Regions from separate parts of the Mus musculus genome. Here region 2 is linked to region 1. A link is a contact called in public HiChIP or PLAC-seq data. All regions are on one chromosome and are shown on one strand. Each heading gives the region's core, a stretch centred on a gene start, on an enhancer-like site or on the middle of the called end of the contact. The rest is flanking DNA. Distances are from core to core; before and after follow the strand shown.

The links. HiChIP or PLAC-seq counts read pairs in DNA pulled down with a chosen protein or histone mark.
Region 2: an H3K4me3 HiChIP or PLAC-seq map of bone marrow-derived macrophages shows a contact between it and region 1, with 6 times the contacts expected there. The contact joins two enhancer-like sites. A contact is called at or near these places in 1 of 15 datasets of contacts at CTCF or cohesin (the NIH/3T3 cell line) and 1 of 115 datasets of contacts at active chromatin or transcription factors (bone marrow-derived macrophages).

What each region holds. Positions count from the first base shown.
Region 1 is chr2:60,169,556-60,174,073 of GRCm38.p6, forward strand. It overlaps a transcript of Baz2b not described here. Among named protein-coding and RNA genes, the nearest start is that of Marchf7, 38 kb to the right of the region's middle. Within about 2 kb of position 2,451, at least 174 of the 459 cell types and tissues checked have an H3K27ac peak or open chromatin away from gene starts, as enhancers often do. A contact at or near this core is called in bone marrow-derived macrophages, where this site is marked.
Region 2 is chr2:60,502,722-60,507,239 of GRCm38.p6, forward strand. It overlaps Pla2r1 (phospholipase A2 receptor 1), which reads right to left. Exons shown (of 30, transcript NM_008867.2): 7 at 1,406-1,600. Among named protein-coding and RNA genes, the nearest start is that of Gm13583, 46 kb to the right of the region's middle. Within about 2 kb of position 2,195, at least 60 of the 459 cell types and tissues checked have an H3K27ac peak or open chromatin away from gene starts, as enhancers often do. A contact at or near this core is called in bone marrow-derived macrophages, where this site is marked.

The sequences.
Region 1 (4,518 bases), core at 1,201-3,700:
CCACGCCAATATTTGCGGGGTTTTCTTGATACAGAATCTCACCAGTAGTCCAGGTTGGCTTGGAAGTCACTCTGTATCCAAGGCTGGTCTCCAGTTCAGAGAATGTCTCCTGCCTTGGCCTCCCTTGTGCTGAGAAATCTATGGTTAGTATTTGTCTTAGTCACTGTTTTACTGTGTGAAGAGACACCATGGCCAAGGTATGTCTTATAAAAGGAAGCATTTAACTGAGGGCTCGCTCACAGTTTTACAGGGTTACATGACCATCATAGTGGGAAACAGACAGAGACAGTCTGGACCACCAGCTAGGAGCTTTCCATCCTGATCTGCAGGCTACAGGGAGAGAGAAACTCAGAGAGGCAGAGAGTGAGCCTGGGCCTGGCTTAAGCGTTTGAGCCCTCAAAGCACATGAGCAATGACACACTTCCTTCAACAAGGCCACACCTCCTCCAACAAGGCCACACCTCCTCCAACAAGGCCACACCTCCTCCAACAAGGCCACACCTCCTCCAAGGCCACACCTCCTCCAACAAAACCACACTCCCTAATCTTTCTTACAGTTCTACCAATCAGGTCCAAGCATTCAAACATGAACCTATGGAGTCTATTCTCATTCAAACTACCACAGAACCTGTTTCCAACTTCTAATATTATTTCAGTCTATGTGTGCTTTTGCCATTGAGGCATGTTTCTTGCATATAATAAATAGCAGGGAAATTATATTTACTATTTAACTGTGTGTGTGCACATGCGCCTGAGTGTGTGTCTGTGCATCACGTATGTGCAGGAGCCCGGAGAGATCAGAAAAAGATCCCCTGCAACTGGAGACATGGGTAGTTGAGAACTACATGTGGGTAGATCACCAAACTCAGGTCCTCAGCAAAAGCATAAGCGTTCTTAACCACTGAGCCACCTCTCCAGTCCCTGGAAATTATTTTTTAATCCAATCAGGTAGTTTGCATCTTTTGAGAGTTAAGAGCATTTTATGTTATGTTACTATTGAGAAGTATTTGCTGGTTCCTGTAATTCTGTTGATAGTTTTCCTAACTGGGTTAAATACTATTCCATGTTTCTTGTGTGCATCTCCTAGGGGCTCACTGGTATAGTGAGACAGATATGCTGACATCTCTTCTGCCATAAACTTCATTCTTTCCTGGGTCGGTCGATGGATGACTTTCTTCCTCTTCTGTGAATGGCCAGTCCTGGCTGCTGCTTTTTCTTTTATTATTCCTTCCTTCCTTCCTTCCTTCCTTCCTTCCTTCCTTCCTTCCTTCCTTCCTTCTTCTTTCCTTCTTTCAGGGCCTTATATGTCCTTGGTTGGCCTGGAACTTGATTTGTAGATGAAGAAGACCTTGGGTTTCTGATCCTCCTGCCTCCACTTCTTAGGTGCTGAGATCACAGACGTGTGCTCCCTTGCCTAGGTTTATACAGTGCTGCGGATTCCAGAGCCTGGGGCTTCTTAGGCAAACACTTTACCCTGCTTTAGCTCCTGTGTGTAACACTTCTTCAAGCAGGCATTCGCAATGCTCGTGTATTCCTTGTGAATTAATTTAGTTTGTGCTTATACTGGAATTCCATGTCTGGATTGGTTCTCAGAGATAAGTGTGAGACATGGCAGTATTGGTTGTCATTTATTTATTGTTTGCGCTTAAAATGGGTCATTATGTGCTTAGCTGGCTTTATAAACAGGGCATCAGTTTTTACTTGGAACTTACTTCTCGCTGGTGTCCACATCTTTCCCTAGCATCCAGGATTTTTCTGCTATGATTCAGCTGCACATACTTTCAACGCCTTCACTGTGTCTATTAGGGATGTCTGTCTCTCACTCCCTTGACAGAGACAGAATTCTTAAGAATATACTCGATGGTTGTGGTGGTGGTGGAGCACGCCTCTAATCCCAGCACTCAGAGGCAAAAGCAGGTGGATCGCTGAGTTAGAGGCCAGCCTGGTCTACAGATTCCAGGCCAGCCAGGAATACACAGAGAAACCTTGTCTCAAAAAGACCAAAAACAAAAACAAGCACACAAACGAAAAGTTTAGAAATACTTTAAACCTAGTAAAAATCAATTGTTAGAATTGGAATGGCTTCTTCCTAGATCCAGGTCTCCCAGGACTGTGTTTAGGGGAGTGACTGTTGAAGCGTAGTCCTTTGCCATTTTGCCTGCTCTGGCTGTTTTGCCTAGGTTCAAGCCATCCTAGCAGGACTGAAAATGTTTTAAAGATACTTGGGTGCCTTCCCATCATACTATTGAAAACAGTAGTTTCAAGAAATTTGGAATTTTCCAGGGAATTTGATCCTGCGAGAAGAAAAAACCTGGGCACAGTGCCAACCACAGGAGGCGCTTGTCTCTCAGATGGGTATTTACTTCACACAGTCCTGACAGCTAATCACGCCAGTTCACTTCACTGGAGCCAAGCAGTGATGAGCATGACCACACCTTGGCCAGTGTGCTTAGTCATGCACACCCTTGTCTTCCATTTAAGTCTAAGCCTGAGCTGGCAAGCTGGCTCAGTCAGTGACGTGGTTGCCACCCAACCATGAGAACCTAAGTTCAGTTCCTCAGAACCCACATAAAACAAAACAAAACAAAACAAAAGCCTAGGTGTGTGGCGAGATCTTAGACTCCAGGTGTTAAGTGGAGACAGACAGATTCCTGAAGCCTGGCTAGTGACTTAGGGACCTCCAGCTTCAGTGAAAGACCCCATCTCAAAGAATAAAGTGGAGGTGGTGGAGAAAGATATTCCATACCAAGTACCTTCTGGACTGCAAGTGCACATGGACAAGTGCACGCACACACACACACACACACACACACACACACACGCACACAGACAGACAGACAGACAGACAGACACACACACACACACACACTATACAAAAACTCAAGCCAGGAAGCTGAAGATGAATTTGAGGGATGGTTAGTATACCTTTGTTCCTCTTTCCATTCAGTTGTGGCTACATATAATAAATTTCCTTTTTCTGTCTTTAACTATGCTGTGTATGAGTGTTTTAACTGGCCTCTGGAGGTGGGTGGCTGAGCCACGGTGGGGCCAGGCTCTGACCCTAACAACTGTGGTAACAAAGCCAGTCAAGAATCACTTGTCCGTCACACTGCATTCACTATAGATGCCTCCCTTCATTGCACAGCAGAACCCAGTGCTAGTCACACTTAGCTTTGTGGTCTGTGGGGCCAGTAGGTTCTCACTTCCCCTAGACACCACTGTCTTTATGTAGCCTGAATTGGCTAAAGCCCCAGCCAATAGATGTTGTCTGAAGTGTGTCAGAAGCAACCAGCAGAGTTCAGCAGGAGGAGGGAGAACTTGGGAACTCAAACCTCTGTCTGCCAATGTTACTCACAACTTTCCAGTCCCACCCAGTGTAAGAAGCGGAAATGATTACTAAACTGAGGCAAGACAGAGACACTCAGAGCAGAGCAGAGCCCCTTACTCAGAAATCATGTTGATGCCTCTTCCCCTCAGAGATACAAGAATTGCAGCACTATTAACAACTGCTTAGAGCCCTTCTCCCTTCATAGCTATAAACCTGCAATTTCCTAGTAATCTCACCTGAAAGCCATTTATAGGGAAAGGATGTGTCCTAAGCCTGTTGTGTAGCCCTGGTGGCTTCAGAATTTACCTTATGAGACTGAAATTCCATTCAAGTTATGCCCGAATCACCTTATAATATCACTCATCTAAAGAGAGAGAGAGAGAGAAAAGAAAAACAACAAAACAAGGTCTCTTTGCAAACTTGAAGATGTACCTTGCAAACCACCAGAAAGGCATATATGGCCAATGCTGAGACAAGTACAGCGCCCCCTTGAGCCCATACACAAACTTGGCGACTCTGGAGCCCACAGCCATGCTCTCTAGCATGTCTTCTTAGTTTTTTCTGCTGACATGTTTAAAGTCTATATTAAAATATCTTTAATGAAGCAGGGCAGTAGGGGCACATGCCAAATGCCTTTAATCCCAGCACTTAGGAGTCAGAGGCAGGTAGATCTCTGAGTTTGAGGCCAACCTGATCTACAGAGCAAGTTCCAAGATAGCCAGGACTACATAGAGAAACTCTGTCTCGAAAAACCAAAACCAAACCAACCAACCAAAAAACTTTAACAAAAATCTCTGCTTCATACTGGCTAGTCCTGAAATTCTTTCCTACATCCAAACCACAAATCCCAATTTGGCCCGGTTGAGGCCACTAAAAGATTAGTGGAGCTCCTCAGGCTGTGGAGGTTGCCAGCAGAGCGGCCTAAGCCCTGTTGCATCACCTTCTCAATGTGTATGCATCCAACTGCGACAGGCAAGCACACACAGTTTAGAGACTGAGGTATGTGCATCCCTCTTTTCTAATTATGGTCTTGGCAGACCAGCTCCTTTAGCTGCATGCACTGTGCACACAAACTGCTTGGTTGCATGTAACTTTTATTCACCTGAAGTAATTTTGTCCTCTCCAAGGCTTATTGCCTCCATCTGTTAACCTAGGCTTAGTCCTGGAAGCTTCTGGCCTCCATACAATCT
Region 2 (4,518 bases), core at 945-3,444, 330 kb after region 1:
GCCCCTCTCAATAAAACAAGCAGAAGCTCCCCACAGCTTACACAGAACAGTGGGGTTGCCAGAGACACAAACAAAACCTCAGAGCCCCATGGATGCAGTGAGAAGCAGTAGGCAGCAGAGAGGCTTCAAGTGTCCTTGTTGATACAGGGGACACTGCAGGATTCTTTTAATCCCAAATGCAAAGGATTAGGGAAAATGACCTAGAAGTATTTGTGTGTGCGAACTAAAGTCTAACATTGAAAAGGTCACCAGCCAGAGCGTAGGGATTTTTTTGTTAAACATTGGAAAATGAAGGTATAATTTCAAGGAATTTTTTTTTTTGGGAACGACACCATGCTTAATGTATAACATGGGTAGGGGTGGGGGTGGGGCAGCTTGCTCTGAAGAAAGGAAGAGGGAAGGCTCAGGAGCCTGGAACCTCGGGTATGACACACAGCCCGAAAACCACTGAGGCAAATGAAGTCAAATTATTTACCTAAGACATTACCTTTAGGAGAGTATAGCACATGGCTGCCCAGCAGCCATAGGCTGACTTATGGGTTTAGGGTTCAGATAGAAGTTCTAAGGAATGGCTTTATGACTTCTACCCCTTGAGATTCTTTTTCATGTATTTTTTTTTAATTTTGAGAATTTAATGTGAGTATTATGTTTACATTGTTTCTACCCACTTCTCTCTCCATCGATTCAGTGTTCCACTGTACCCACTCTCAAATTCATTATATATATGTATATGATGTATATGTATATGTGTATAATCTACTGAGTACATTTAGTGTTGCTTGTATGTACATGTGTTTAGGGCTGACCATTTGGGACTGAATCACCTCTCATCCCTGAAGAAAACTGATCCTTCATCTCTCTGTAGCCATTGATTGGCTATAGCTCTTCATCTAGGACTCTGTGAGACTTCCCCTATCTATGTTGTCATCAACTGGTGTTGTCATTACACAGATCTTGTTTAGTCAGCTATATTGTTAAGATTTCATGTGTGCCACTTCCCTATCATATCTATAAGCAGCATCTCACAGCAGACATCCTGGTTTTCTGGCTCTCAGAATCTTTCTGTTCCTTCTTCCATAATTTTTCCGAAGCCTTAGGTGTATGGGTTGGGTTGTATAGGTTGGGCCAAAAAAAAAAAAAAACCACATATCTATTTGACAAATGTAAATATGTTACATAGCTTCTGAATATATGACTTAAAAAATCCAGTGAATTGTGTTTCTGTGTATTTTTCAGAAATTTTGACTTTATGTTTAAATATATATTCCATATATATTAGTGTATATATCATATATATACACCATAAATTATCACTTTAAAATAATTTAACTTGTTTTCAACTCTAATTAAAAGGTAGTTACTTATACTATTTCATAGACCTTGAGGCAAAGTCTTTAGTACTCACCATCCCTAAGGAGGCTTACAAGAAACTCCACCTCTGCCAACGAAGCTACATCCATCAACACGCTGTCATTCGATTGGCAAGAGTGCAGAGCCCCAAGCCAGCTCTTTCTGTCTTTCTTAAGTTTGTAGCATTTACGATTGAAGGGAGTCCAGTCAGGATCACAGTGAGTGGCATGGTATTTCCAGGAGTCCTTTTCTTTATAAATCAACACAAAGAACAGCATTTGCACAATTACTGCCAGTGCTACCCAATATCCTTTATAGAGTCATGAGTGTGATCACTTTTAGCAAGTAAAACACAGAATTGGTTCCTAGCACCCACACAGTGGCTTACAACCACCTGTCACTCTAGCTCAGAGGATCTGGAGCCCCTTTTTTTTAACATAAGCACTGGGCACACACAGTACACATACATATATAAATATATACATAGAAACATACACATATATACAAACAGAGAGAGAGAGGGAGGGAGGGGAGAGAAGAGGGAGGGAGAGAAAGGGGGAGAGAAGAGGGGGAGGGGGAGAGAGAGACTGTAACTGGTCTGCCTATTTAAAAATGATTTCATATTATAAAAAGGCTGTTATGAAACATAATTTAAATGGTATTCCAAGGATTTTATACAGGGCAGGTATCCTTATCCTGGAGCTAAAAGAGCCTAAAATTCTGTTCACTTCCTTTAGAGCACAGAGGATGAAGTTTCATTTTCTCATTCTCCTGGGTCGCTGTGGTATCTATGATGTCATGCAGGATGAGTGTACAAAACTCCTCCCTTGAGTTTCACCAGACTTTCTTCAGAAGAGCTAAGAATAGCAGGTAGGATGCTATAGCGGCCCCTTTTAGTATGAGCAAATGGGAAGGCAGTGAGGACAGCAGGAAGGAAAGCCTTTGATCCTTTCCCCACCTCCAAGCCCCACAGCACAGAGACTCCTCTTACCAGGGGAAGACCAAATTAAGTGTAGTTTGAGACCCAGCACCAGGGCTCCCCTGGTGAAACCCAGTGCTAAGCAGAGCCCTGCAACTCCCACCATAAAGCTATTAACTGTAGGCTGAGTCTTGCATTTGTCCAGGAAGCTGGCTGTAGCAAAACTGGCCTTCAGGAGGCAAGGCAGAGGTCAGGATGCCATCTGCTAGAGAGCAGAGGGAAGGCTAGCATAGAGCTTCCTATTGCAGCACAGCCTGGTGGCCATGGCTATGACTTAGGTCGATTCTTGGTGACTGTGTAGAACTGGGCAGAACCCTTCAGTGTCTGACAGTGAGTGATGCATTTGGGTGTAGCTGGCTCATGGGGGCAGACTCCTCTCTCTAGATACTCTCTTAGTTCCTTTTGAACAACGTACTAACTACACTGGGTAAAAGCTGACTTGGATTACTGCCTAATAAGAGTGACAAGGTACCAATGCCAAGCTCTTAGCCAATTGGACGTGAGCATTATCTGGTGACAAATGGCCCAGAGAAAACAGGCATCCAGAATAGTATTTCTAGAAGGATTGGCATGAACAAAACTAGATTAGGAAAGGCAAGATAAACAGTCCTTTAGTGGCTAGACACTGCTGCATTACAATAAGTATTGGAAGTTTTCAGGAAGCCATGCCTGTGTCTGTTAGACAAAAGAAAGTTTTAGAAATGGACTAGCTAGTAATCAGTCTGGGAGACCTTCCATAAAAATTAAAACAGCTGCTTGATAGAAGCATATTAGATTTTTAAAAAATACATAAGGTATAAATTAGCAGACTTAAGGGAAGAGAGAGACTCTAATACACTAGTAGTTGGCAATTTGCACCTCATATTTAGTGATATACAGACTGTCCACACTATAAGCCAACCACACAACTGCAAAATCAAATTGCAACCCTGGCCAAATGCCCCTAGAGACATCTACAGAACATTCCAGCAGCTGCCTAATTCACAATTTCCCTCATCAGCATAAATTATTCTCCATGACAGATAATGTTCCTGGTCACAAGACAAGCATTGACAAATCGACAAAAACTGAAATCACATCAACTACTTTTTTTTCCCCAACACAATGCAATAAAACTAGAATTCAAAAATGAGAAAGAGGAAGCTAATACTTACTCATGGAAATTAAATGACTTGTTTTTGAACAGGCAATAAATCAAAGAAGAAGAAGAAGAAATTTAAAAATTTCTTTTGAAACAGGTGCATGTAGAGAGTCAACATGCCAAGCTATATGGGCTCAAGCAAACTCAGCATTAGTGGGGAGGCGTATAGGAATCCTCTGCTTACCTATGGAAGGTAGACATTCAGCGTCATACCCATTCCCTTGCTGCACCTCAAGGGGTTGGTGAGCAAAACAAGAACAAATCAAGGAAAGAATAATAAAGACCAGAGTAGGAATGAATGATATGGAGGTGACAAATTACAAAAGGTCACTGAAATTAGCTACTGGAATTCTCCAAATACAATAGACAAATCCTTAGCCCGACTGAAAAAGAAAAAGTTCAGATAAAACCAGAGATGGAAAGGAAGATGTTGGCACTTTGGGGTAACACGGTAAACTAAAGGCTATCTCTGTAAAAGCTGCAGTTTGACAGCTCAGAGCTCTGAAGCCACCATCTGTAAGTCACTGGGGTAGAGAGTGAGAATTCTGAAGTCCAGAAGGTGTGTATGTGATACCCACCACACTGTCCCTCCAGCAGGCTCACTAACACTGTGGTGGTTTGAATGAGAATTTATGCTTGGTCCCCAGTTGGTGGAACTGTTTGGGAAGAATGAGGAGGCGTGGCTTTGTTGGAGGACGTGTTTCATTGGGGGTAGGCTCTGAAGTTTCAAAACCTCCTATTATTCTTAGGGTGCCCTCTCTGCTTCCTATTTATCTAGGTCAAGAACTCTCAGCTGTCCCTGCCACCATATCTTTGCATTGTTATCATAGGCTCTAACCCAGTGACTGCAAGCCTAATTAAATGCTCTATTATATAAATTGCCTTGGTCATGGCATTTTGTCACAGGGTGGAAAAGGAACTAAGACATTACTCAAAAAGTAATATGCAAGGATGGGTTTCCTGCCTGCACTCATCCTAATGCTATGATATCTTCCCACACACTCCACTGCATTTGGGGGACAACCATCAGGGAAAAGATTAGTCACCC